Regions from separate parts of the Capra hircus genome. Here region 1 is linked to region 2. The links are chromatin contacts, called in public Hi-C maps. All regions are on one chromosome and are shown on one strand. Each heading gives the region's core, a stretch centred on a gene start, on an enhancer-like site or on the middle of the called end of the contact. The rest is flanking DNA. Distances are from core to core; before and after follow the strand shown.

Region 1 (2,700 bases), core at 82-2,581, 270 kb after region 2:
ATGAAGAAAATAAGAATGTCTTGGAAAGGATGAATGAGATGAATTAATTGTTTTAAACATCTTTGTTACACAATTTATGCCATATACCAACTACCAATTGACAATCAGGATACAATGCAAGTTTAACATCATAACTACACCCAACATAATTTAATCTTTTCACAGCAAAACAGGTTGGAATTTTTCTGGACCTCAGGTTCACAGCATAAATGACAAGTATATCTGTACAGTAATGCAAAAATAAAAAAGCAGCCCATTCTAGTTGATTACGCTTGGATTGTTCATAATCCACAAATTGAAGCACAGATAAATATGGTACCCCTCACATTTTCAAGGATGACTATCTCATTTCATAACTTCCCAGCAACGCTCTGTTACTGAAAGGCTCTTCCAAAATTTCTGTAAAGAAGTTCTGACAAAAGCAGTACTGTCGCTGCTTCTGAGTCGCTTCAGTCGTGTCCGACTCTGTGCGACTCCATAGACGACAGCCCACCAGGCTCCGCCGTCCCTGGGATTCTCCAGGCAAGAACACTGGAGTGGGTTGCCATTTCCTTCTCCAACGCATGAAAGTGAAAGTGAAGTCGCTCAGTCGTGTCCGACTCCTAGCGACCCCATGGACTGCAGCCCACCAGGCTCCTCCATCCATGGGATTTGCCAGGCAAGAGTACTGGAGTAGGATGCCATTGCCTTCTCCGAAAGCAGCACTACCTGACCCCCAAATAATAATAAAGTAAAATACACAGCCCAGCTTTCCTCTCAACTGCCTACTAAACCAATGACAATAAAAGGTAGGAAGCCACACTGTAACCGCTCACTACATTACTGCCAAATGTTTTCAACCCACCATTTAAAAGAATGAAAAACTCCCCAGACTCTAATGTAACCTCGCACCAAAACAAACCTCAGCTGGACTCGGGTCGACGTTCTGAGACCCCTCACAGCCCGACCAGCCCTGAACCCCTCGGGCTGCCCGCTCCGGCTGCCCCCGGGGACGCGGGTCCCCAACAGCCCACCGAGATTTGGGGTCCCCACAGTGCCCACCTCCCACGCCCACCGAGAGCCTGGCGAAGCCGGCCCCCACCCGCCGCCACTCGCCCTCTGGTCCCGCCCCTCGGGGCTCCACTCAACTCTTCATCCTGGATGCGGAAGCCGGCGACAACCCCTTGCCGATACTGGACGGAGAAGAAAGGGATAGAAAGTGTGGGCCCTGGCTTCCACTCCTTAGAGCCAGGGTCCCGAACTAGGACCTCCGTGGTGGTCCCTAAACGGAGAGCGTTAAGATCCGGCCGCCATGTTGTATCCCTGTCACCCTAGCAACCGTCAGGTCCCGACCACTCCGAGGCCGGAGACCGCGCGTGCGCAAAACGACCTATCGGCGCCCTCTGGCCCTACATGTACGCGTGCGCAGTATGGCCCGCCTCCTCACTCTAGTTGCTAAGCAACCCTCCTCGCAGCCTTAAGCTGGTCCGGGTTTTTGAGTGTAGGCGGCTTTCTCTGGGATCGCTCTCCCCAGCCGTCCTGAGAATTTAGTGATTTGGGACCTAATGCCTGGACGAAAGCCTTGAGCTTTAACTGGGCTGAGACACACTAAATAATTGTCAATTGATACCTTTTCTGTGCAGTCGCATGTTACAATTGAATATCCATTGACTGTAGATAATATAGTCCCGTGATTCAAGATTCAAAAATATCAAAAACAGAACAGAGTGGAAATCCTCCCTCCCACTGTTCTGTCCCCAGTTCCTCTCCGCATAAAGTAGGTAACTCACAAGAGATCTTTTTTTTTTTTTTTCCCTCTTTCTTACACCAGTGGTAGTCTCGCATAGACTCTGCTTTGTATTTTGCACTTTTTACTTGATACTTTAACTTGGATGCTTTCCCCTAACAGGACCCAAAGAGCTTCATTATTTTATTTAATGGCTCTTCTAGTTCATGGTTGTCTGTGTGCCCGCTCAGTCGTGCCCGACTCTTTGCGACCCCATGGACTGTAACCCACCAGGCTCTTCTGTCCATGGGATTCTCCAGGCAAGAATACTGAAATGGGTTGCCGTTTCTTCCTCTCGAGGACCTTCCTGACCCAGGGATCTAACTCTCATCTCCTTCGACTCCTCGATTGACAAGCGGATTCTTAACCCCTGAGCCACCTGGGAAGTTCGACTTCATGGCTGCACCGTCTCTTATTTAACTGGTTCTCTGCTGGACATCTCAGTTGTTTCTAATAAGCTGATCTTTCACACACTGCTGCAGTGACCAGCCCTGAACATACATCATGTTCCATACGTTCGTGTGTACCCATAGGAGAAATTCTTCAAGTGGAGCTGCTGAGTCAAAAGGTTGTTGCTGTTGTTGTTCAGTTGCTAGGTAGTGTCCGACCCTTTGCAACCCCATGGACTGCAGCATGCCAAGCTTCCCTGTCCTTCACTGTCTCCTGGAGTTTGCTCAAATTCATGTCCCTTGAGTTGGTGATACTATCTAACCATCTCATCCTCTGCCTCCCTCTTCTCCTTTGCCTTCAATCTTTCCTAGCATCAGGAGCTTTTCCCGTGAGTCACCTTTTCGAATCAGAAGGCCAAAGTATTGGCGCTTCAGCTTCAGCATGTCTTTTCGATAAATATTCAGGGTTGATTTCCTTTAGGATTGATTGGTTTGATAACCTTGCAGTCCAAGGGACTCTCAAGAGTCTTCGCCGGCACCACAACC
Region 2 (2,700 bases), core at 104-2,603:
GCATTGCCTTTCTTTGGGATTGGAATGAAAACTGACCTTTTCCAGTCCTGTGGCCACTGCTGAGTTTTCCAAACTTGCTGGCATATTGAGTGCAGCACTTTCACAGCATCATCTTTCAGGATTTGAAACAGCTCAACTGGAATTCCATCACCTCCACTAGCTTTGTTCGTAGTGATGCTTTCTAAGGCCCACTTGACTTCACATTCCAAGATGTCTGGCTCTAGATTAGTGATCACATCATCATGACTATCTGGGTCGTGAAGATCTTTTTTGTACAGTTCTTCCACGTATTCTTGCCACCTCTTCTTAATATCTTCTGCTTCTGTTATTAGCTATTTATCCTTAAGTCTCAGATCTCCCTGGTGACCCATCCAGAGGCACTCAAGACCTATCCCTCAGGTCTAACCTCTCCCATAGACAGTGAGCTCAATGGGTACAAAGCCTGAGCCCGTCTTGTTCACCACCGTGCTTCCAGCGTCTAGCGCTGTGCTCTACTCATAGACTGGCTGGTTTACAATCTCAATCAAAGTCGGATGGAAGAATGAACGGTTGAAACCATCCGCCAGAAAGAAGAGCCTAACTCCACCAGGCACTTGTGCAATCAAAAGTTGTGTACAGGTAATTCCAAGTGTTCTTTTGGAGTAGACTGAGGCGTGTGCACAGGGTAACTGGGAGAAATAACGTTAGGATATTCTCTTCCCTCTAATAAGCACCTCTGAACATCTGTGCCAGATTCTATGCTGAGGAAAAAAAAAAAAAAAAAAAGCCAACGGATGGACTAAGTGGGGCCCCGTTAGTCCTGCGAGGGTTCTTAGCATATAAACCTGATGAAGCCCCCCACCCACTAACAATCCATAGGAGCTCCCAGCCGTGTCCGACTCTCTGCGACCCCATGGACTGTAGCCCGCCGGGCTCCTCTGTCCATGAGATTCTCCAGGCAGGAATACTGGAGTGGATTGCCATTTCCTACACGGCCTACCCTCCATATAATCTGAAGGGAATCCCAGAAAGTCCAGTAAAAGACCCCGGCTTAAGTATCCCTAGATAGAACGAGGAATCTCAAATCAGGGCTTGGAGCGAGAGCCAGGCCAAGACAAAACTGAGGGCGGAAGCCAAGGCTTCGGAGGAGGTCGCGGGAACAAGGCCTTTAGGGCCCGGGCAGGGAAGTTTTGAGAAACTCGTCCCATTCGCCAGAAACCAGTAAGCAGAGCCAACGTTTCCGGGTGAGAAGGACCGCAAACCGCAGGCGGGCTCAGAAAGATGACGCGAGCGGCGCGCGAAGACACACATCCGCCCCGCCCGATGCATTGTGGGGCTTCAAGTCACCAATTGGACAGCAGTCTCGCGAGCAAGCGAGATTCACGCAAAAGTCGGAGATCTCGAGGAGAGATTCCCGTCCCCGTGGCAGGGATGGGCCAATCCCAGGGCGTCCGGTCCCCGCGGGGCGCGCCGACGCCGGGGCACGTGCCCGCAGCGGTCGCGACCCGGGTAGAGGGCTTAGAGGCATGTGGAGTCAAGACGGGCTTCCGGCCGGCGAAGCTCGCAGGCTGCCGGGGAGTCCCGGCGTCCGCACGCCGCCGCCGTGGGCAAGTCCCAGCCCTGACTGAACGAGGAGCCCGCCGGAAGCGCGGTCCGGCCTTCAGTGCCCTCACCTGTGAGACGGGCCCAGGGCTGCCCCCAGGCCAGGGGAGTTGGGGTGCGTGGAACGCGCCGCCGGCTAGGAAGCGGGGCGAAGGCCAGGCGGGACTCGGCGGCTCCGGAAAGCGGGCGCCCGGTTCCACCAGCCCGGGAGGCTGACCGCGGATCACGCGCTGAGCAGAGCCCGCTGTCCTTGTCTGACTTCCGGGGCCCGCCGTCCAGAGTGGGCTTGTGGCGGTGCGAACCGCCTGCTCGCCTTGTGTCGTCTTACTAGGTCTTAGCAGCGGTATGGGGCGGCGTGGTAGAGGGGCGTCAGTGCTGACGCCGCACAGCCTGGGCGCGAAGGAGCCAGGGTTGGACCCAGGTGTCTCAGCCCGCAGGCCTTCCACCAGGTGGCTCCTGCACCCAGAGGAGCCCATGCAGCTCCTCCAGAAGGTACTCGGCTCTCGTCGGTGAGAACCGCCTGGCCCTCGTGCCCCCTTGATCTCCATCGTCGACCCCGGTGTCTGGAAGACCAGGCTCCTGGTCTTCTGGGGGCATACTCAGGATGCTGGAAGGGCGGGCGGGAGCTGCGAGTTTCACCTTAAAGCGAGGGACGGGCCATAAGCAGGCTAGGCATGGCCACCCCGGGACCCTTTCCCCAAAGAACCGGAGCCACCCACCGCCGCATTAGGAGGTGTGATCCCCCTCGAGCGGGGGGGCTCTGTGACCCTTGCGGTCATCACAGCAGCCCCTGCCTCACTTTCTTTGTTAACAGACTTAAAAAGTTTTTGGTTTGCTGCAAAGAGTAAAGGGGTACCTATGTTACACCTCATGCCACCACCACACAGCACAATTTCCTTTATCATTGACATGTTAGTATCTCCTTTGTTACTAACATCTTATGTGGTTGCTGCGTTTGCTACAATTGATTTAACGGTACAGACACGTTATTGTTAACTGGAGTCCACAGCTTGTTCAGAGTTTCTTCGTTTTTTCCCCAGTATGTTTCTTCTGCGTCAGGAGCCCGTCCAGAATACTGCATCATGTGATTGTCCATCTGACTTTTTCATTGTGAAGGTG

Evidence for each region. A called contact is a pair of places that touch in the nucleus more often than the background predicts.
Region 1: a Hi-C map of blood shows a contact between it and region 2, with 2.2 times the contacts expected there. The contact joins the promoter of MOK here to the enhancer-like site in region 2. A contact is called at or near these places in 3 of 5 Hi-C or Micro-C datasets (blood and liver).

Annotation. Positions count from the first base shown.
Region 1 is chr21:66,357,339-66,360,038 of ARS1.2, forward strand. It overlaps MOK (MAPK/MAK/MRK overlapping kinase), which reads right to left and starts at 1,332. Exons shown (of 12, transcript XM_018066526.1): 1 at 1,129-1,332. The coding sequence starts at 1,135.
Region 2 is chr21:66,092,203-66,094,902 of ARS1.2, forward strand. No RefSeq gene overlaps it. Among named protein-coding and RNA genes, the nearest start is that of DYNC1H1, 17 kb to the right of the region's middle. Within about 2 kb of position 1,354, at least 5 of the 5 cell types and tissues checked have an H3K27ac peak or open chromatin away from gene starts, as enhancers often do.